Regions from separate parts of the Rattus norvegicus genome. Here region 1 is linked to region 2. A link is a contact called in public Hi-C data. All regions are on one chromosome and are shown on one strand. The core of a region is the stretch at or near the end of the contact, and the rest is flanking DNA. Distances in the headings are between cores, read along the strand shown.

Evidence for each region. A called contact is a pair of places that touch in the nucleus more often than the background predicts.
Region 1: a contact with region 2 is called in a Hi-C map of Schwann cells, with 4 times the contacts expected there. The contact joins the enhancer-like site here to the promoter of Ccnd2 in region 2. A contact is called at or near these places in 6 of 12 Hi-C or Micro-C datasets (the A7r5 cell line, Schwann cells, frontal cortex and 3 more) and 1 of 1 datasets of contacts at active chromatin or transcription factors (oligodendrocytes).

The regions. Positions count from the first base shown.
Region 1 is chr4:161,865,513-161,872,504 of GRCr8, forward strand. No RefSeq gene overlaps it. Among named protein-coding and RNA genes, the nearest start is that of Parp11, 120 kb to the right of the region's middle. Within about 2 kb of position 2,434, at least 35 of the 93 cell types and tissues checked have an H3K27ac peak or open chromatin away from gene starts, as enhancers often do. A contact at or near this core is called in the A7r5 cell line, Schwann cells and liver, where this site is marked.
Region 2 is chr4:161,673,300-161,680,120 of GRCr8, forward strand. Ccnd2 (cyclin D2) reads right to left here and starts at 2,123. Exons shown (of 5, transcript NM_022267.2): 1 at 1,932-2,123; 2 at 50-265. The coding sequence starts at 2,123.

The sequences.
Region 1 (6,992 bases), core at 1,184-3,683, 190 kb after region 2:
TGTGTGCCCCCGCAGAAACAAACTTCACTATGCTGCCACAGTCTTCAGGAATTTTTTTTTTTTTAATTTCTCTCTCTTTTTAATTGTAGCACAGAATGACTGCCTGGCCCTGCTTCAGAGTGGTGTTTGGGGTGGGGGTAGGAATGAAAACATGCAAATGAACACGGAGGTCAAAGGTCGATTGAGGTTGGGTATCTTCCTCCATTGCTCTCCTCCAGCTTATTTTTTGAGGCAAGGAACTGGAACTGCAGTTTATTGATTTGATTAATCGGACTGGTCTGCAAGTTTTGGGGATCCTCCTGTCTCAGCTGTAATTACAAATGCTAGCTTTTTACCAGGGTGCTAAAGATCTGAACTCGGGTCCTGATACTTATACTTTACCAACTGAACCACCTCCCCAGCCAAAGGAATTTAAAAAAAAATAACCCTTTCCTTTGTGATTATGGCCCTTTCTTCTTGTCAGCTTGTCCCCCTTTCTCCTGTTTCAGTAAAGCTCAGAACGCCTCACAGAATGGGGAGTTCTGAAGGAGGCAGGAAAAAACGACCGGGTCTGGTTTGTCTTTATTTTCTTTTAGACAGACAGTCTCATTACCAAGGTCTGTGAGCTTGTCCAAGGCGCAGCACAATCCGTTGGAAGGAGCTAGCCGAGGTGGAGAAATGGAGAATGGTGGCCCGCTGAGGCTGCCAAGGCAGGGTAGGTACTCACATGAGGGAATGAAGGAAACAATACTGATTCCCAGACCAATGACAAAACCTTGTCACCAAGCAAGTGCCTGTGGCAGTCTGGGCTGGCGGGCAACAGACACCCAACTTCTACCTATCCAAGAAACTTGATGAACAGTTCGTTACCTTCATCTACTTAATGGCTGGTAAAGATGAGTCGGTGAGTAAAGGTACTGGCTGCCAGGCGTGATGACCTTAGCTCAAGTTCCAGAGCTCTGGAAAGAGAGAAAAGCCTCCCACAAGTTGTTTTCTGACTGCCATGTGCAGCATCTCAAATGAATGAATGAATGAATGAATGAATGAATGAATGAATGAATGAATGCATGTTGTAACAAACAAACACTTCAACAAAAAATAACAGCCCAAAGATCCCAGTGTTCTGCAGCTCTAAAGTAATGATGTGTATATTGTTCCATTTAATCATGGAGATCAGGGAAAGGCAATTTGCTTAACACATCTTGATAGCCAGGGAAAAGAGACCAAGGCAGGCCAATGACTTGCCCATGGTCACGCCTGATTAGCAGCAGAGCACAGAGCTTTTTTATGGCAACCATGCTGGTCACCCATAGAAGCACCTAGTGGGAGCTAAGGCTCTGAGGGCTGCACTGCACCCAGATTGCAGAGCCCCCTAAACCAGGCGAAGCCCTGCTGCCTGCCTTGTCTTCAGAGAGAGGCTTCCCAAGCCATCAGCCCTGCCCATCACGCTCTGCCACATGCCATATACATTAATGGTCTCTTCGCAGTATTGTGGCTGTTACCAAGTGCCTAAGCTATTAACTCACCAGCAGCAGGTGCCAAATTGCCTCTTCTTCTGCACAAGATGTTCATTTAAAACCAAATTACACGTAAATCCTCAAGTGCCTGATTATTTCCTTCAGCCCTTAGTTTTTTTTTTTTTTTGTTTGTTTTTTTTTTTTTTTTTTTTTTTTTGTGGCTCCCACCCCCTCCACACCCGGCTGCTGGGTGTCTCTGAGATGACACGTGGCATCTACGCAGTCATGCACTGAGAAACTGGGCCGTGTGGACCCCAAGCTCCCGCATGCGAGGTGCATGTGTAGAACTGGAAGGATGTTTAGGGACGCTTCCCCCATAAACTTGACCCTCTTCATTGGAAACTGAGGCCAAGAATGCAAAAAGGGCTTGCCCAAACAAGCTGCAAAGACCAGACTAGCATAAGTTTTTTGCTTTGCCAAAGAGGAATCTAAGCTTAGAGGGGTGGTTAAGTGACCACCCCTCAAGCCTGGAATCGCCTTGAGAAGGGCAAGAGGCAGTCCCTGGGAATCGCGCCTTCCTACTGTCTTAGGCGCTGTGTCCCCTGAGGCCTGGGTGCCCCTTGGCCCTTGTGTGCATTGCTGAAGACGGGATGGGGCACCGATGGGGGCGGGGAGGGGGGCAAGAGGGTCTTGACCCTGCAGAAACCAGCTCCGAGGAGAGGCCCCACCCCAGAGTTGAAGGGGCCTCTGGTTGTTGAGCCCGGGACAGGGTCCGAATGCCTTTCCCCATTCAGTAGGATTATCCCTTTTGAATTGTTGGGGGCGGAAAAAAAAAAGCTACAGCTAGCGAACCCTGCCTGACAACACCGAAGGAATTTTTCCCAGGGATCAGCCGAAAGCTGACTCACATTTAAAGACTTGCCCAAAGTGGTCATGCCCCTCTGAGCAAATACCACAGGCATGTAAAACCTCGCTCCCCGCGGCCTCCGGCGGCCGCCCATTGGAGCGGCGGGGCGCCTCTTGGGCCGCGCTCAGCCAATCGCAGCGCCGCGGCGCCCGGTTGCTAACCGGGCTGCGGGTCGGCGGCAGGCGCGGGCCGGGAGCTGTCACCGCTTGTTTCCTGTCCCGGGGGCGGGCGTGCAGCGGGTGGGAGGCCCAGGCTGTTTGTTTAGGCAGGTAAGGCCTGCGAGGGGAAGCCAAAGATCCAAGGCGGAGCCACCTACCCACCCGGGAGCCTGTTGTGGGGCCTGGGAGAGTGCAGGCTTCAGGCCGGCTGGGGTGCATTCCTGGGCTGCCGCCCTATGCTTCCAGGGGGCCCGGCCTGGGCGACCCCTCTGCTGTCAGGATGCTTGCAAGTCCTGCATCCATTAGTCATTCCGTTACATCCCACGACCCCAGCAGAGGGCAAGCCGGCCAGGGCAACACTCCTAAGAAGTGAAAGGGTTCTGGCCTAGCCACCACCAGATCCACGAATCAGCATGCCCTCTTCAGTTGAGACAAGGTTGTTCTCTACTGTAGTCTTGGCTGGCCAAGAATTCACCACATAGCTCAGGGAGGCTTAGAACTTGTGAGGGGTCTTTTTGCCCCCAGCCTCTAGAGTGGGAGTGCTAGAAAGATTACAGGCATGAGCAGAACTGTCAAGCACAACTGTAGCTCTTGTCTTCTGTCAACCTAAATATACTTTCTGCTCTGTGTTTGTTTTTGTTTGTTGTTTGTTTGGGGTTGTTGTTGCTTTTGAGACAGTGTCTCGTGTATCCCAGGCTGGCCTTAAATCCGCTGAGGATGACCTAAAACTCCTGATCTTCCAGCCTCCACCTTCCCGGTGCTGGGATTGTGGGAGTATACAGTCACACTTGGTTTTATGCAGTTCTGGGGATCAAACCCAGGGTCCCCTGCATGCCAAGCAAGTGGGCCACTGCAGACCTTGAGCTCCCAGTCCCGTTTGTTCATCTCTAAAACGAGATATGTAGACCGACCCTCTTCCCAATCCCTGGCTCAAAGACCGTTGGTTCTTATCTGGAGTATGAGAGGAACGCTGAGGTTAGAGTCTAGTTTCTCAGTCCTGGTTTCCCGCGGAACAGCCCAAGTGCATATGGCATCTGGCCATTGACTCAAAACAGAGGGTCCTCTCTTCCCTTCCAGCCTTCCCTCTGTCCAGCTGTGCAGGATAGCTTCATATTCCTTCTGCCGGCCTCTAGTTTTTTTGTACCACCTGTCCCATCCCTTAGACACACCACGTCTCCTCCTTTGTCCATTTTCCAGATCTCTGCAGAAATGGCCCATTGTCTCTGTGCCATAATTTTCTGTAGGTCATTGCTGTCATTTCCATGGTGCCCCGAGATTCTCAGGCACACATATACCCTAAACCACAATTGTAGTTTCTTCTGTTAGGCAGGACAGGGGCCACTACTCGTTTGTTTTGTGTCATTCCCCCCACCCCCCCAGTTCCTAGCATGTGATAAATATTAAATTGAAGTTATTTTCAGAAAAAAAAGCCTCAGAGAAGTATGCAGAGAAATATGGTGGAGCATCTAACCTGAGCTGAGCATCCCAACAGTAAGCGAGCTTCTCAGAGAGGACGAGCCTTCGTGGAGTCTAGAGATCCCTCTCCATTCAGATCCTCCCTTTAAACCGTCATCCATATGGATATTTTGTTCTTTTCATGCCCAATCTGAAGTAAGCTTAGCTTGGTCTTTATCTTAAGCTAAAAGATGAATTCCTTAACACACACACATGCCGTGTGTGTGTGTGTGTGTGTGTAGGGGGCTGTATGTGTGTAAATCATAGCTAGTTTGGGACCAGCCTAGGCTTTGTGAGACCATGTTTCAAAAACAAAGAAACAAAAAACTCCAAGTATATTGTCAACGTTCCTTAAGATTAGCAGTGAGGTGTGGGAGGGAACCATAATTATAGCTAAAGAAGGGTGCTCAGGCCAGGGAGGTTTATACACGGCGTGAGACTTTTTCTGGGTACCATTCTCTTAGCCAGGATCTAAAAGTTAGCTGACCCTTACCCCCAGTACCCATAGACATGAGACACGCTCACACCATTCCACTACAACCACCAGCTGACTGAGCCTGGGAATCTGGTTAGAAGGGAGGAGAGGAGTGGCGCTCCTTGGTTGAAGGACTAGCACTTGGCTCCTGGTCTCGCCTGAATGCTTTTCTGTCATGAAGAGTTGGCTGTCCTGTTTGCCTCCTTCTCTTGGTTCAAATGGTGTTCTAGGGCATGTGCTGTGCACACAAGTTTACAATAAGGAGGAAAATGAGCTGCGGCCTTTGGCCTCAAAAACTTACAGTCCAAGCTAGGCTCGGTGGTACATATCTGTTATCTCGGCATGTGGGAGGCTGAGGCAGGAGGATTTGGTTCAAACCCAGCTGGGGCTACAAAGCAAGACCCTTTCTTGATAAGATAAAAGAAGGGTTACAGTGCAGTGTGGGGAAGACTGGTATAAACCATCTACCAGGTCCAAGTAAACTCCAACCAACTGTACATCAATAATCACAAACTGAACCTAGTCCCAAGGAGTGGCCACAGCAGTGTATAAAACCAAAGCAAAACAAACAACAAAACAACAACAGAAAACCGGGGGCAGGAGGGATCTTGCACAATTAAGGAGCTGGAGAAGGCCAGCCAGTCTATAGAAAAGAGATGGGGAGGAAAGGCCAAAGAGGTCCAAGGTCTCAGAAGTATTTAAGATGAGTTTTCCATTATCATCCTGAGAGCAGTGGTGACCATTGGTGGTTCCTGAGAACAATGTTTCCTTAAAGTGCATAGTGCCCTGCTTGTAACCCCAGTACCACACACACACACACACACGCACGCACGCACGCACGCAGAGGCAGGTGCACACACCCAGCACATAAATACATATGGTATGGTTGTATTTTAAAATCACTATCTTTGGCATGAGGCACGAGTGAAGTGGGGGGAGAGTTAGAACAACAGTGAGCACACAGGGTAGGAGGGGAGACCTGACAGGATCAGGAATCACGGTGAGGATGGCAGGGACTTCCTCCCTACGGAAGCGCCTTCGGAGACATTTCCCTCACCCCCATCTCCATTTCCCTCCAGAACCAGAAAGTCCAGCTCTTTCCATCACAGTGGCTCTCAATCCCTTTAACACAGCTCTTCATGGTATGGTGATCTCCCCACTCAACCCATGAGATGATTTCAGTGCTACTTCAGAACTACGATTTCACTACTGTTAGGAGTCGCAGTGTAAATGGCTAATAGGCAGGGTATCTGATATGCAACCGCTAAAAGGTTCTTGACCCACAGGTTGAGAACTGCTGTTCTAACAGCACTGACAGAGACTGGTAGGTATCTGGTACGTTTATTTCCCTCCGCTCTGGGTTACAGAGTACCCATGGGCCTGTGGGGCTGTGAGGCTGACAATGCAGCACATTTTCCTGCAATCTTCCTCTTCTGGAAAGTCTACCGGCCACCTCATGTTGTTTCCTGCTTGAGATGCCTGGTGAGGGTGTCTTGGACTTAGTTCTTGGGAAGAGATAACTCCTGGCCTCTCGGTTGCTCACTGTGTTTACACTAGGGGTTTGCCACCTGCAGTCTGGATTCTGAGGAAAGCAGTGGGTAGAGAGGGTGTGGTGAGTGGGGGCATTTTCTGTTTTACAGGTTCTTTGAATGTGACCCCATTTCACTGAAGCCTTGCCAGGTTCTGCTTACAGGCTATGGGCCAATCTTTCTTCTTCCTGCATATTGTTGCGAATGAGCCCTAGACATGCCCCTACGTCTGTTTCACTTTCAATTTCTGGGGAAACACACACACACACACACACACACACACACACACACACACACACAAGGAGGGAGGGAGGGAAGAAGGGAGGGAAGGAGAGAGAGAGAGAGAGAGAGAGAGAGAGAGAGAGAGAGAGAGAGACTGACTGACTGCAGGACACAGAGACAGTGACACAGAGACAGAGAGAGGGGGGATGGGGAGGGCCACCTGAGCTGTTTCAAGGCTGCAGAGAGAGTTAAGTTTGCTCTCTAAGCTTGACCTCAGAGCTCATGAGCCTTGCATACAGAAAAGGTATGTGTTCCAGATTATTGCAAAGATGCCCATCTTTTAAGATTCAACACTTTCCTTGAGCCCTTTCTACTGACCTCTGGTGACCTCAGTTCCCCCCCCTGAAAAGGTAGACTTGGGATCGCTCTGAGCCTCAGCAGAAATCATAGTAGCTATACACAGACATGCACACACACAGGCATGCACACACACAGACATGCACACACATAGGCATGCACCCATACAGGCATGCACACACACAGGCATGCACCCACATGCACAGTGCCTCGGCCTTCTCCCTCTGTGGTCTCTAATTGTCACCGGGCCCTAGAGAACCTATAGGATGCATTTTTCTCCAGGAACTGACAGCGCCAGCGTCCCTCTAGACCCTCTATGCTGGAAGCGTGTAAGGAAAGGCAGGGTAGTGTTCACCCCTTTTCTATGAACAAGGCACCTGTTGGAAGCCCTGAGATCCAGACTGCTGCGGGCCACTCATCAGTACTGCATGCAGCCAAGCATGGCCAGAAGGA
Region 2 (6,821 bases), core at 873-3,372:
CGAGCATGATGGGGGAAGGCAGAGTCAGGAGCAGGGAGGGCAGCATTACCAGCAGCTCCTGGGGTTTCACAGAATTGTCGGTGTAAATACACAGCTTTTCGGCAGTCAGCGGGATGGTCTCTTTCAGCTTGGAAGCTAGGAACATGCACACAGCGCCCAGGAGCTGGAGATGGGTCTTAGGAGTCGGGACTCCAGCCAAGAAACGGTCCAGGTAATTCATGGCCAGAGGAAAGACCTCTTCTTCACACTTCTGTTCCTCACAGACCTACAATCAGAGTGGGATAGGGTCCGAGAGGACAGTGAAAAAAATAGTATCAGAAACAGAGGGAAAGGGGGGGGGGAAGGCATAACCCGTAGTAACAAAAAGCATTTGTGTGTGTGTGTGTGTGTGTGTGTGTGTGTGTGTGTAGGGGGAGGGGGAAGAGTAGAAAGGATAGTAAGAATAAAGGTGAGAACTCTGGGGTAAATCCGAAGAGCCTTTGGGGCTCGGGTATTCTGACAAGGCTGAGAAAGGTGATGAACTAAAGCCTCCACAAACCCCAAGGCAAAGCCCAGAGCCGCCGCCGCCTGCCGCTCCTTCTGGCTCACTTCTCAGCATTCTAACTCACTCTCTTTTTTGGATTTCGTCATCTTTTCAAAAAATCAATAAAAATATTCTGGAAGCTCCGAGAGTCTACTTCTTGGTCTCATTCGGATCCCCAGATCCTATTCTACCATTCCCGACAATTGAAAAAAATATCCAGGGTGGTCTCGGCGGCCCAGGGGCCGCTGTTTGGTGGGTGGGTGGAGAAGAGAGGGGGAGGGAAGAGGAGGAAGCGCGCCTCAGCCGCCACAGTTGGAGTCGGAGCAGGGGGGACAGTTTCAAAAAATTATTAAAAATCGAGGAAAAAGTCTAGAAACGTTCTATGGACCTGAAAACCCCAGAGACATTCCAGGCTGCTGGAATAGAGGTTTCGGATGTCCGTAAGGTCCGTATCTCCACCCCAGGGGCTCTGGATCACAGTGGGGAAACTTGCAGAGTGTTCGGCTGCGGCCCACAGGGCAGTAGCTAGGAAGACTGTGCCCCGCTGGGGGTTGGGTGAGACGAAACCAGGGAACCCCCTTAAGGAGGCATGCGGGACTCTGACTTCTCATTTGGGGGTGCCCCCTAGCCCGCTCTACACACCTCCTCCCCCGCTTCCTACCCCACCCAAATCTGCGCGCTGAAGAAGCAGCCAAACTGTAAGTAACCTTGGTGAACTGAGGGCTGGGAAAGAGGGCACGGCCAGAAAGAGATGGCCCAGGATCGTGGGGTGCGGGGGGGCAGGGGAGTCGGCGAATATTGCCAGTCCTTGTAATTGGTGTTTGCAAAGCAACATGGCGAAACCACCGCAGGTCCAGAGCTGTGCATACGTGGGCACCCTGCTCTCTCGGCAAAGATTGCAAGCGAGGCTAAAGCAGCGGTTCTTTCAGATTCCCCTAAACGCACGTTTGTTTTTTTTTTTTTTTCCAGTGTGACTTCCGGGGCTCTCCTGAATTCCCTGTTTCTCCCCCACCCCCACCTCCCGCCAAAGTGCCAACGCGGAGTCCTTACCACACGCAGGGGACCTAAGACTCGGACGGTTTGCCCCAACCTTGGAAGTGGGGGGGGGTCTTTAAATGTTTGTATGGATTGTTAGGTCTCAACACCCTCACGGAAGGCAGCCTTCCACACCACAGGTCAGAAATGGGGATGGGAAGACGAAGAAGCCACATGCAGGCACACGCGCGCGGGATGCCACCCCCGGGGTGGGGGGGAGACATCTTCGCCTCACCCACGTTTTCCTCCACTAGTTAATCTAGCAAGGGACAGGATTAGCGTCTCGCCCAAGGGTGCGGGGCTACCTCGCGCACGAGCTCCCGGAGGCCCGCGCAGGGGTAGTCCTCTCGCAGTTTGTCGCCCGCACACCTACCTCTAGCATCCAGGTAGCCACCATCCTGCGCATGTACGGCTGGATGTCCTTCTGCACGCACTTGAAATAGGAACACTGCGGGAGGTAGCGCTCCTCGATAGTCAACAGGTTCTGCAGGACGCGGTCTTCCAGCAGGTTGCGGTCCGGCACGGCCCTGCGGACCGGGTCCACCTCACAGCACAGCAGCTCCATAGCTAGCCGGTCACCACTCGGTCCCGACTGTAAAATTTTATTATTATTTTTTTTGGAGGTGGGAGGTGCTTCCCTTACCTCCTTCCTTTGGCTGAATGCGAGATTTGGGAGAGGAAAGAAATGGCAAAGAGAGAGGGAGAGAGGGAGAGAAGAGTGGAAGGTGGGCGAGCAGAGCCTCAAGGGCTGCCTGACTCGCACCAATCCTTCCCTCTGAACTGCTTCGCTCTCTTCAGCTCGCTCTCCTCTCTCTGAGGCAGTGACGCAAGCTGGAAGGGCAGTTAGATCTCCTCCCCCTCTCAGGTTCCTCCTCCCCCTTTCCTCCCCTCTCCTGGCGTCCCTCCCCTCCTTTCAATCTTTCCCTCCCTCTTTCCCTTTTCTCCCCCCCCCCTTGTTATTAAGGAGCACAGCAGCTGGCCTGACCAAACTTCAAACACGATTCCCCGCTCCCCACCCCCAACCCCTCTCCCTAGTTCTCCTAGTATCCAGCCCCGCATGCTAGGGGCCCCGGATAGGGGAACCCTCAAAACCCACGGATTCCTATTGATTCTCTATCCTTTCTGACATTCTGTAGGCATACCATGGGGGAATGGGGGGGGTGCACTTAACTTCGGAGGCTTGCAATACGATCAGGAAAATAGCCCACTATTCAAGATTCAGGTAGATTGATTTAACATGTGGATGAACTCCCATAACGTAAAAGTAGACCCCTGAAGGAAGAATAAGGGAAGGCTGATTTGAGAAAATTACAACTTCGCAAACTTAGGGACAAAGGTTATTCCCCTGAGGCTTAGACTCCTGATAACTTTCAAGCTGTTTTTCGGTCCCCGAGCCACGTGCGTGGAAAGGAAGAGGAGGAAGGCGTGGATGTTGGAGGAAAGGGGTGCTTCTCAAGCCTGGTAGAATATGACCCTCGTGCGGAAACTTTCCTGTTCTTGGGGGCGCCATTGGACAACGCGGCCAGTCGCTCAGGGCCGCTGCAGGCCGGGGGGCAGGGCTAGCAGCGGTTCCTCTGCGGGCCTCGGCCACGCAGGAAAAGCCCGCTTCCTCGCCCCTGCATCTGCTGACAAGCCGCCCTAGGTGTCTGCACGGAGCGTGGCCACACTGATACAGCTTTCTAGGAAATGGCTCGGGAGGGGCCAGGGAGGGGGAGAGGGAGGGTTTAGGTTTGGCTCTCTTTGCGCCAGCATGGCCACCCTTCCTCCTCCCCCCCGCACCCCCCTCCCCGGGACTCCAGAGTCCTGCACCCTTCAATCCCCGACCCCGCGGGGGTTCGCGCCTCATTTTTCCGCCTGGATTTTGGGTCGGCTCTGACATGTGCTTTAAAGCATCCTGTGGTCAAGACTGTTTACAGAGGGGGACACGTTGGCGTTTCCTCACCTCCTTCCTGCTCCCACCCTGCCTTTAACTGTATTCCACTTGGGGAGGAAGGGGCGAGGACCCCAGCGCCCCCCGCATGGTGGCCACGCTGGCACGTGCAGTGCAGATAGCATGGCGTGAGTTGCACCTCTCTGGGCACACAGAGGGCCACTGAGACCCTCCTTTCTTAAGAACCAGGGCCCAACAGGGACGCCTAAGGCTAGCGGAGGCTGGGGGTGGGGGGCGCTGGCATGCTGTGGGAGCAACACCCGTGGGCTCTCGGAAAGGCCGGGGAGGGGAGGCAATAAAGGCGAGGTGCAAGCGATTAACTGCGGCCCTGAGCCAGCCCCTTTAAACGAGGGTGGGGCGGAAGGGGTGGGCGGGAGGAGGGGATATCACTTTAAAAGGGTGAGTAAGAGTTTGGGGCGCCGTCTCCCCTCCCTCTATTTGCATAGCCAATAGCTCTGGGGCTCCTGCTACTGCGCGCTGATTGTTACCGGGCAGATTACTTTTTTTTTTTTTTTTTCCAGTAGGACGCCTTCCCCGCTACATCAAAAGGAAACCCGGGGAGGGCGGAGGGAGAGCAGGGACCCGGGCGGGCTAGCCCGGCACAGGGGCCCGGGCTCCTCGGACCCTATCAATGGCAGCGGGAATTAGTATCCAATCTACTGCATGTAAAGAAAGGGGAGGGAAGGGGCGGGCGAGGAAAATGTCTAATTGCAATGGGAGCCATTAGCTTTCGGAGGTGGGGGGAACTCATTGAAAAACCCAAGTTGCAAATTTAAGACGAAGCAGTCCTGCGCCCAAGAGGATGCTTGTTTAGTGCTCTCTGTCCACCACCTGTTGGTTTTAATCAAGATGGGCTTCCCGAACAGAGGTTTTGGTGTTATCCTGCACAAATATGTGAATTTACCCTTTAAGACTTCATAAAGAAATGACTCAAAACTTCCCCAAGGCCACCTCGGAGGAGCAGATCTGACACCGCTCCTACACAGGAGCGCAAAATACGGGGCGTCAGAAATGTACTGAGGTATCCATCTACCCCAACAGAGGAGCTTGGGGGGGGGGGTGGCATACGGTCTTTCCACACCACTCGAAGGCTAGCCACGCAGTCTCCTCATGTCCAGTGAAGACAGCATCCGGAGCTCAGGGGCGGAGAAGAGGCGGGTGGTCGTCGGGGCTAGCCCACCCGGAGGACAAATTCTGGGTGGCAGGTCCTCCCAGAGCCAGCGAGGGCCCCTCGCCTCTTCCATCCCCCACTCTTGGCTTTGCAGTGAAATTCCAGCGGGGAGGGGATTCTGGGGGTGGGAGAGGTGGCCTGTGGCAGGGAGGGCCGGGGAGGAGGGGAGGAGAGGGTCGCGGGACGGAGGCCCCAACGTCTGGAGACTGGAAAGTTAGAGCGCTTCCCGCAGCAGAGGCTCTCGGCCTCAGCTCCTCCATTCTCCTCCCCCTCCTACTAATGAGGGTTCCCAAAGGTGAACCTCGCTTTGAATCCGTCCCTAGCACGTGGGGTGCGGCGTGAGAGGGTGCGGAGGTTGGCAGCTTGTCTCTTGAGAGGTTGGGACTGAGTTTTCTCTGTCGGTCGCCACTCTGACCACGTGTTTAAAACCTTTCTTTCTTTCTTTCTGTCTTTCTGTCTGTCTGTCTTTTTTTTTTTTCTTCTTCTTCTTCTTTTAAATAAAAAGTGCTCCAGCTACTACACGGGAAAGGGTATACTGCCTTAGGGGCAAGTGTTCTTATTTCCTCCCATGTGGACTCGGGTGTGCGGAAGCGCGAGTGTGCTCTGCTGCGAGGGGAGGCGGGGGTTAATAAGAATAAGAATTCCCCCTTTAACCCCTGAAGGTGGAAAGACCCTTTACTGGGTAGGGACCTAGGTAGGGTGATAGACTTGAGCCAAATGCGAGTTTTACTGGACTTATATCCCTCCAGGACGTGCCCCCTCCCGTCTCCTCCCTCTGCGTCTAGCAGTTTCGGTTGGAAACTGTACAAAGCTTGTAGGTGTAAGGTGCAGCCGGGTGTTGGGTGTTTATAGGCATATTTCTGCAGGAACCTGCCACCTAGGCACACATTCTAACAAGCTCACCTGGCGGATACCAGCCAGCCAGGTGACCCTGAGGACGTCCCAACCCGGGGAGCCGCTGGTTCGAATCCCGTCACCTCGGAACAGGGACATTCCCGTCCAGGATTGGGGGGTCATCGCCTCCTCCCTGGCTGCCCGGAAGAACAGAGCACTGTTGGTGTTACTTCATGGAGAAATGGGTGGTCAGGCAATCAAACCTCCAAAACCCCAATGGTTGCTTGATGGAGAGTTAAATGAGGAAAGGCTCGGAAAGAGGAGTGGGGGAAGGCATAAAAACCCGATTTAAAGTGTGAGAAAGGGGAGGAGGGGGCAGAATTGGGAAATGAAGCGTTCGGGGAGGTAGGTGCAAGGACCCAGGACTGAAGGCTCCCACACTGGGACCAAACGGCTTAAAGTGCAAAGGCGTACTCAGGACCCTCCCCGACAGCAGACTTGGTGAACACAGTCACCCGGGCTGTGCAGGGTAGCGACCCTCGGGTGGGTGTCGGCTCGGACTCAGGTAGAGCCCTCGTGGCAACTGATAAACTGGGAAGGGATTCAGAAGCCAGGGCCTGCAGGCGGCTCACCCACATCGCACCTCTCCCTTGGATTGAAAAAAAAAAAGTTAAAGACCCAAACTTCCCCGTCTTCCTGTCTGATTCAGCTTTAGGACACGCCTCACCCGGCCGAAAATAGCCCTGGAAACGCATTTGCTCTTTAAAAGTGAATTTGCCAATAAAATCTAGGGTAGGGTGGGGGGCGTCCGGCCGGCGGCGTCAGGGGTCCTGGTCCCTCCCCGGGGCGCCCGGAGGAGAGGGACTGTGGGCCGACGGAACCACGCCTCTGCTTGGGGAGCCAACACGCGGCTTTTTCGCGGAATTTTGACGTCACCCACATGTGGGGGAAGGGGCTGGGAGAGCGAGAGGAAGCGGCGGGGGAGGGGGCGGCGCAGCCGGTCGCGCGGTGGCCGCCCAACCGCTGGCTGGGTCCCGGGTCTCTAAACACCCGGTGCGGCGATCAGAGTTGCGCCCTGGCGGCAAAGCTCGGCTCCCTGATCCCAGGCATCCTTCACCCCCAAAGACTTCCCCTCCCTACACGCATATTTATATTTATTTTTTTACTTTGAAATTGAGATCCGCCCTTTGCTCCAGAAAAGGCTGGTTTCTTTGGTTTGCGGTCCAGTTCTTCTGGTCCCAGAAGTCCGACCGAATATCGCGATTGCTGGTGGCGAGGGCCGCCCGGGGCTTTTTAAGCCTGTCTTCACCCGGGAAGACGAATTTAGA